Regions from separate parts of the Sus scrofa genome. Here region 2 is linked to region 1. A link is a contact called in public HiChIP or PLAC-seq data. All regions are on one chromosome and are shown on one strand. The core of a region is the stretch at or near the end of the contact, and the rest is flanking DNA. Distances in the headings are between cores, read along the strand shown.

Region 1 (4,323 bases), core at 975-3,474:
CCGGATCGTTAACCCACTGAGCAAGGGCAGGGACCGAACCCACAACCTCATGGTTCCTAGTCGGATTCGTTAACCACTGCGCCACGACGGGAACTCCACTGTGTCTTGTTTTACGTTAACTTTCTCTTAAGTTTCACAGCACCCGTTCTTCAGCCCTCACCTACCCTCAGCTGCTGAGCTGGTCTCAGCAAAAGTATATATATATATGACTGGGTCACTTTGCTGTACAGCAGAAAATGACACAACATTATAAATCAACTATAATTTAATAAAAAAAAAGAAATATTTAAGAAAAAACACTTAGGAGTTCCCATTGTGGCTCAGAGGGTTACAAACTTGATGTAGCCTCTGTGAGGATGTGGGTTCAATCCCTGGCCTCACTCAGTGGATTAAGGATCTGGTGTTGCTGTGGCTGTGGCCTAGGGCTCCGATTCGACCCCTCACCTGGGAACTTCCATATGCCGCAGGTGCGGCCATTAAAAAACAAACGACAAAAAAAAAAAAAAAAAAAAAACACTTAGACAGGAAGCACTCAGAAAACACTCTTATTTGCTCTATAGCATAACTTGACTAAACTTTTCAGAACCACTATTCTCACAAACACCTCCCTACTCTCAAGTCTAAAAACATTCTCTCATGTTAATTCCAAATACATCTGCTTCTATGTCGAGGGACACCCACCCCCAACACTATCCATAGTTCCCATTTCTTCTCAAGACATATTTTCTATTCTCAATCCATCTTCTCTGGGAACTTTGAAAATATGTTCTTACTCTCATTTTCATTCTGAACTTACCAGGTGTAGCTGAAACAGCCTCCTTTCAACCTTTGTAGACTAGCCTCCTCAGAGACTGCAAATCTATTGCAATCTTACAGATACCCCTCCTATTCTGTACGTATTGTTTTACCACCTTTTCATGTTCTGTCTTGCAGTTGGTTTGCTGCTGTTTACAAGACACTTGAGAACAGGAGCTCTTCCAGCCTTATTTTCCACCATAGGACCTATTTCGGTTATTAGGAGTATTTGTAGCTTTCCAAAGAGACCATGGTCTTGCACACATTTGTTCTCCGCCACTTTCCAAAAAAAAAACCCAAAATCCTGAGAACTCCTTTCCTCTTTTCCAGGGAACTCCAAAGTGTTGCTTAGGGAGAAGGTTCAAAATTCAGTTGAAATGCCACCTCTCTCAGGGTTTCCCTAGTGGTCCAGTGGTTAAGACTCGGCCCTTTCGCTGATGCTGCTGGGGTTTAGTCTCTGGTCTGAGAACTGAGACCCCGCAGCAAACCACTGCAAAAGGAAAAGAAAAAAAATGCCACCCTTCTAAAGTTTTCTGTAGCTATTGCCTAGGAGGGATAAGGCAAGAAACAGAGGAACATGGCTCCCAAACTCTACTGTTGGATAAGCACTTGTAGAATTTAATCATGATAACCTGAAAAGGGCTTATTGCCCCCTTTTAACAGATGATGAACTTGAGGCTGGGGGAGCTTTGGTGATTGTCCAAGGACCTGGCTGGGAGGCTAGCAATGCCAAGAGGGAGCTGGAGGGAGTTCTTGCCTTCAGATACAAGAGGCTGCCTCCCATTTGGGTTCAGTGGCAATAATCTGCAACTATAATATAGGAAGTCAACTTGGTAAGCATTAGCTGTTCAAGAGATCTGGCAGTTAGCAGTTGCTCATTAAGTATCTGTTGCATGAACAAATCATGAGAATTCAGTAAACACTGCAGTCAACTCCGTGGAGGATGAGGGAGCTGGGACACTGATTGGTAAAACACAGAGCTGTCATCTCATCTTTCTGATGCTGAAAGGGGGGATTCGAGATGTCAGTGCCTCACAGCTAGTTCATAACAGAGGTAAGACTAGAAAGAATTTATTTTTTTTCTCAACAAATGTTGACCACCTGCTATGGGAGAGTGATAGATTCTGAGGAGACAATGTTGTCAAGGAGGGGGACAAGCTTTCCAATCCCCTCTACAGAACGCTAAAATAAAAAGAAGAAAAAAAGGGGGAAAAAAGCACTGCAGGAAACTATAGTGGGTACAGACTTGCGTAAAATTATGTAAAGAAAGAACTGGGAGAGCTTGGTCGATAAAGTGCAAGATGGAAGGGAAAGGGACCGTTTCTCCGCCGAGCCACACGGGGGCGCTGTACCCCTCCTCGAGTCCCGGGCTCCGGCGGCACCGCCTGCTAACCTTTTCCCGGCGGAAATGCCCGGGCGATGACGGAAACCCAGAGGGAGGGGAAAGAAAGAGCGAGAGAGAAGGGGCAAGGGAATCCAGAGCAGCGGGCGGGCGGGAGGCGGCGGCGGCGGCAAGTGGCCATAATCCGGCGGGAGCTGCGCGGAAGTCCCGCACCTCCCCGCGCCCTCCAGTGACGCCCAGGGCGCGCGGCCCGGCGGGCCAGGGCGGGCGGGGGTCTCCCGAAGGCCGCGCGCCAGGAGCCGCCCGCGGGGCTCGGGCGGGGCGCGGGGTCCGGGGCCGCGCTCCCCCACTCCTTCCTCTCCCACTGGGAGCTGGCGGCGGCGGGCGAGGGGAGCGGCGCGAGGGGCGAGGGCGGGCGGGGAGGGGGGCGGGAGACGGCGGGGGAGGGGCTCGGGTCGCCATGGACGACAAGGCGTTCACCAAGGAGCTGGACCAGTGGGTCGAGCAGCTGAACGAGTGTAAACAGCTTAATGAGAACCAAGTGCGGACCCTATGCGAAAAGGTAAGAGAGAAAATTGGCGAGATGCGGCCGGCGTGCGACAGGCTGGGTGGGGGCTGGGACCTATCCTCTCCCCTCTCCCTCCTCTCCCCTCCCCCCTCCTTCCCCTCCCCCTTTCTCCTCCCCCCCTCCCCCCCACCTCTTCTCCTGGCCTGCTTGTCCCTTGTCCGGCGCGTCCGTCTGGGACCTGCGGGGCTGCGTCTCCCACTCGGGCAGCCTCCCCCGGGAGGAGCCGGGCTGTTCCTGGACCCCCTGGAGACCCAGCACCCGGCTGGGGTTGGAAGCTCCCAGTCCTGGCCTAAGGGGTCCGGGGTAGGTGGGCGGGGGCAACGTGGCACCCGGAATCCACTCCTGGAGTGATTGGGGCGCCGACTGTTTTCTGGGTTTTGCTGACACTCCAGTATTTCCGTGCGGACTAGCAATCCGCGCTTTAGCTGGCTGGCAGGGTAATCTAGGCAATCTCGTAGTTGAAAATGAACCTGGACGTTGTGAATCTCAAGGCCCTTGATATAATAAACGTAGCCGTTTTCTCAGGTGACTCGGTCCTTCAGAAATCATCGAGTTGAAATGTATCAAGCATTTGTTTATAGAGAGGTGGGTGTGATGGCGGACTGTGATTTTTAAAATAGAAGTTGACTTTGGTTGAGACAGATGGTGACTGGTCTTCTTCAATTGAGAAGCTCTCTGGAAGCAAAAATGTTGATTTTCAGAAACAGGACGGCTAGTCTTAAGTTTGGCAACACTGCTTGCATGAAATGATCAATGGGTACGTGTTTTACGTGCAGGGTAACACTTTTCAGAAAGTTATTTCTATTACATATTTAAGTTGTTTTTTTCCAAAAAGTAGTAAAATATGCAGGCAATTAACTGTTTACAGTCGCTGTTGATTGTGTGATTTTAGGCCACTTTCTGAGTCCTATATTCGTTGTTTTCTTAACCTCGAATTATTTCAGATTTTACAGTTTATTTTTCTCATTCCACCTTTTTTTTGGCCTAAATAATATTAATACATTTTTATGTAAAAAGGTTCATATGAAGGAGTAACAAAGTTATTTATTCTTTAATGCTTTTGATTGGTTTGTATTTTTAAGCCATGACCCATAAGACTTTCTTGATCATTGTGTTTGTAAGCCGGGATGCCTCCGAAAAGCATTGAAGAAGGAAAGATTTTGTCAATGTTGTTTATAGCACACCCTTAAAATTAAGCATCTTAGGAATGGAGGAGTAATAGCTGTTTTGTTGTTGTTGTTTTCCTTTTTATGGCCGCATCCAAGCATATAGAAGTTCCCTGGGCCAGGGGTTAAATCTAAACTGTAGCTGTGGAGTTAAATCCTTTAACACATTGAGTGGGCCAGAGATCAAACCTGGACCTCTGCAAAGACCTGAGCTGCTGCTGTCAGATTCTTAACCCACTGCACCATTGTGGGAACTCCCAAGAATAGTGTTTTTAGTTACATGTATTGTTGCTTAGGGTCTACATACATATGTAACTTTTTAGAATTGAGGTATAGTTAATTTACAATGTTGTGTTAGTTTCAGGTATACAGCAGTCACTCAGTTACACACATATATGTGTATTCTTTTTCAGATTTTTTTTCCATTATAGGCTATTACAAAAATATTGAAT
Region 2 (4,071 bases), core at 1,400-3,899, 87 kb after region 1:
CTTGGCTCAGCAGTTAACAAACCCAACTAGGATCCATGAGGACACAGGTTCAGGCCCTGGCCTCTCTCATTGGTTTAAGGATGGATCCCCGCTGCCGTGAGCTGTGGTGTAAGTCGCAGACACAGCTAGGATCCTGTGTTGCTGTGGCTGTGGCATAGGCTGGTAGCTACAGCTCTGATTCCACCCATGGCCTGGGAACTTCCATATGCTGCAGGTGGCCCTAAAAAAAAAAAAAAAAGAAGAGAAAGAAAAAGACTTGGCATCTTTGACTCTTGTACCCTTCCCCCAATCTGTCAATTTCACTTCCTTAAATGTGTCCAATCTGTTTCTTTCAGTCTGTTCTCAATACTGCCATCTATTACCTTTGCCTCCTACACTGCCTGTTTCACTATTTTCAATCCATTTCATCTAATTCCAGAGAAAGACATCTCTGAAAAATCTCCAGAGACTCCTTATTGCCCATGGAGTAAGGTCTAAATGCCTTAGCCTGGTTACTAGCAAGGCTTTCCAGGACTCCACCCATCTCCCACTACCCTCTTCGAGCTGCCTACCATCCAGCCAATCGGCACCACTCTGCTTACTACTTACTACTTCCAGTTACTGCTAGCTCATTCCTCCCCTATTTTGATATGACCATCTCCTTTTTGTCAGCCTTCCTACTTCCTGCAAGAAGAAACTAACTCTCAGAGGGATTATGTGACTATGACAGTGCCTGTGGGGGGATATGAAACCAAGCTACTCTGACTCAGACTCTTTACTCCTAAATACATGTGTGTAATTTCTTTTAACCACAGTACAGTTCTCAAGCCCAGAAACTTAACACTGTTGTAGTATCATGACATATTATACAAGTCATATTCAAATGTCACCAATCATCCTTTATATGAAAATTTCCCCAATCTAGAATCCCATCCAGGATCAAACCTTGCCCTTAGTCCTCATAATTCTTCAACATTTTTAGCCTGGAAAAATTCCATAACCTTTGTTTTTAAGACATTGACAGCTTTTGAAGAGTATAAGCTAGTTATTTGTAAAATTTCCCTCAATGTGTCCTTTTCTGAGTGCTAACTCAAGATAAGATTCAGGTTATGGATTTCTAGCAGGAATATCACATAAATTGTGTACTGCTAACTCTGTCACACATCACCAGGCACACAATGACGGCTGTCTCATGACTGGCAATGCTCAATTTTGATCACTTGTATAAGGTGGTATCTGGCCCACTGTAAAGTCACCATTTTCCCTTTCGTGATTAATAAGCAATCTGTGGGGACATATTCTGATTGTGTAAATACACCTTCCCTCGTCAAACTTGCATCCAGTGGTTTTAATATTCACTGATATCTAATGACACAATGATAACTATGACAGCTGTAAAATGGTGATTTTTTTTCTTCTTTCCTTTTCTTTTTAGGGCTGCACCTGCAGCATATGGAAGTTCCCGGGCTAGGGGTCAAATTGGAGCTGCAGCTGCTAGCCTACGCCACAGCCATGCCAGATCTGAGCAGAATCTGCAACCTATGCTGCAGCTTGCAGCAATGCCAATCTTTAACCCACTGAGTAAGGCCAGGGACTGAACCTCATGGACACTATGTAGGGTCTTAACCCTTGGAGCCACAATGGGAACTCCTAAAATGGGATTTTTCTAACTCTGTTGTTTTGTGTACATTTATTATGTGGCAGCCTGGTGGAAGGAGGAACTTTCCTTCCTTTCCCTCTATTACATTTTTTTTTCTTTTTAGGGCTGCACCTGAGGTTAGGGTTTGAACTGTCACTGCAGCCGACGCCTATGCCACAGCCCCTGCAATACTGGAGTGGCATCTCTGACTTACTGCAGCAACACTGGCTGCTTAATCCATTGAGCCAGGTCAGGGATCAAACCCACATCCTCACAGAGAGAAGGAAAGATCCATAACTTGCTGAGCCACAACGGGAACTCCCTCCATTACATTTTAATCAGGAAAAAAACAAAACAAAACACCTTAAAATAACTGGATACCATTCTAACTGGAGAGTACTTAGTTCCCACTCCTCTTCAGGGTGCTGGGCCTAGCTTCTCTGTGATTCAACCTGAACTTTCAGTCCTCTGACTGCAGTGCTCTCAGCCTTGTGGGTGATAGGCTCAGGCCACACAGATTTATTTACTTACTACTTCATTGACGGCTCCAACTTCATTTACAACTACCAACTGGTAGTCCAAACACTGTAAAATGACATCCCAGTCTCGACAGTTTGGGAGCAAAGTGCTGGGTGTTTTTTTCTTTTTTGTCTGCCCAGTGGCATAATGGGGTTCCCGGGGCCAGGGATCAGATCTGAGTCGCATTGGTGACTTACGCTGCAGGGAAACATGGGATCCTTAACCCACTGCTCTGGGCCAGAGATCAAACCTTCGTCCCTGGGCTCGCAAGACGCCGCCCATCCGGTTGCGCTATAGGGGGAACTCTTTGTGTCTCTATCTCTACGTTTGTTATCTTTATGCTTCATCCATGGATCACAAAAACTTCTGTCCCAATGTCTCACAGAGTATGTTTAGAACTCACCTGAGAGCTGGAAAGAAGGGGTGTTTAAAATGTAGATTGCTGAGGTCCTGACCTAGAGCTTCCGATTTAGTAGATCCGGGTTAAGACCCAGGGTTCAGGTGGTCTGTTGCTCAAACCGTGAGAAACAGCGCCCTCAAAAACGATGGTGGACAAATCTCCCTTCCCTGAGAATTCGTCGCCCCTGGCATCTCCCAAGGGGCCCGCTCAGAAAAGGCTGGGGGAACAAAAGAAGGTGTTCATCCTCCTTGGCCCCTTGGGACTTCAGAAACCAACATCCGGCTGATGCCACTCGGGCTCGCGGACTCGTGCTGGGGTGAAGACCCAGGCGGAGAGATCCAGGAAAGGTGACCCCCATTTGGGGCAGAGCGGGCTGGTTTGCACCCAGGGGCACGGGGGGCGGGCAACACCGCCCCTCCGCGCCTGCCCACCCCAGTCCCGCCAAGCCTCGGTCAGCGAGCCCCGCCCCCACCCCGTTCCCCCTCCCCCTTCGCTCGGGTCGGGTGCTTAGTCACCGTGAGGCTGCGCCGGCCGGGTGCCCGCGCGGCCCCCCTTCTTCCCCGGGGCCCGCCCCCGGGCCGCACCCCCGCGGCGCACACTTCCGCGTGCATGGCCCTGCTGGTCTGGACCCTGAGCGCTAGCGCGGGCCCCAGCTGGCGGCAGGCGGCGCGCGCCTTCTCCCGCTTCGCGCCGCCTCCAACCCGACCCGCCAGCGTCTTCCCCCGAGCCATGGCGAGCAGGCAGGAGTCGCAGCCACAGTGCTGGCCCCCAGCCCGCAGCGTCGCGACCTCCTTCGACTACCTGGTGATCGGGGGCGGCTCCGGCGGGCTGGCCAGCGCGCGCCGGGCGGCGGAGCTGGGCGCTCGGGCCGCGGTGGTGGAGAGCCACAAGCTGGGCGGCACTTGCGTGAGTACCCGCGCTCTCCCGGTGCTGCTCCTGGTGCTGCTCCTTGCGCCTCGGCCCCTGCAGCACCGCGCCCGAGGCCCCGCTTTCTTTCCTCCTCTCTCTGCAGAAACGTTCTGTGCTCCTTCCTAGTGAGCTCTGGCGCTGCCCTTTCCGCTTTCCCACCCGAGTCAGAGGCGGGATCCCAGCAAGTTTAGATGAGAGAAGTGTACAGTTTTTTTTCCGCGGCCCCCGAAGCTAAGCCTGCGCCTGTTCCAGCGCAGGTGCAATAATAACGCTGGCAGGAGGTGGTTAAATCTAACGTAACTTTCCTGCATCCTCAGTCCTCAAGGCGGAAGGGTATTGTAGTCCATGCTCTATCTCATTACCAAATCTATGAACCCAAAACTGCACCTGGATAACTGCAGCTTGCCTGCGTCTCTGGGAAGGGGGGAAAGGGAGGATGGAGCCTATGTCATTGACTTGCGGTCCTCTCCTTTCATTTTCAAGGGCAGAATGATTTACAGCAGCGGTTCACACTTTCGGCTGCACATTCGGATCACCTGAGGAGTTGAAAAAGTTCTGCCTGTGGGTAGCCTCGGCCTAGGGTGATTCTGAATTGCAATTAAGGTTGAGAACCACTGATTACAGG

What was found. HiChIP or PLAC-seq counts read pairs in DNA pulled down with a chosen protein or histone mark.
Region 2: a contact with region 1 is called in an H3K27ac HiChIP or PLAC-seq map of alveolar macrophages. The contact joins the promoter of GSR here to the promoter of PPP2CB in region 1. A contact is called at or near these places in 1 of 5 promoter capture datasets (fetal liver), 2 of 47 Hi-C or Micro-C datasets (fetal liver and fibroblasts) and 2 of 2 datasets of contacts at active chromatin or transcription factors (alveolar macrophages and skeletal muscle).

What each region holds. Positions count from the first base shown.
Region 1 is chr15:54,293,562-54,297,884 of Sscrofa11.1, forward strand. It overlaps PPP2CB (serine/threonine-protein phosphatase 2A catalytic subunit beta isoform), which reads left to right and starts at 2,225. Exons shown (of 7, transcript XM_021075810.1): 1 at 2,225-2,699. The coding sequence starts at 2,598.
Region 2 is chr15:54,379,915-54,383,985 of Sscrofa11.1, forward strand. GSR (glutathione reductase, mitochondrial) reads left to right here and starts at 2,650. Exons shown (of 13, transcript XM_003483635.4): 1 at 2,650-3,443. The coding sequence starts at 3,147.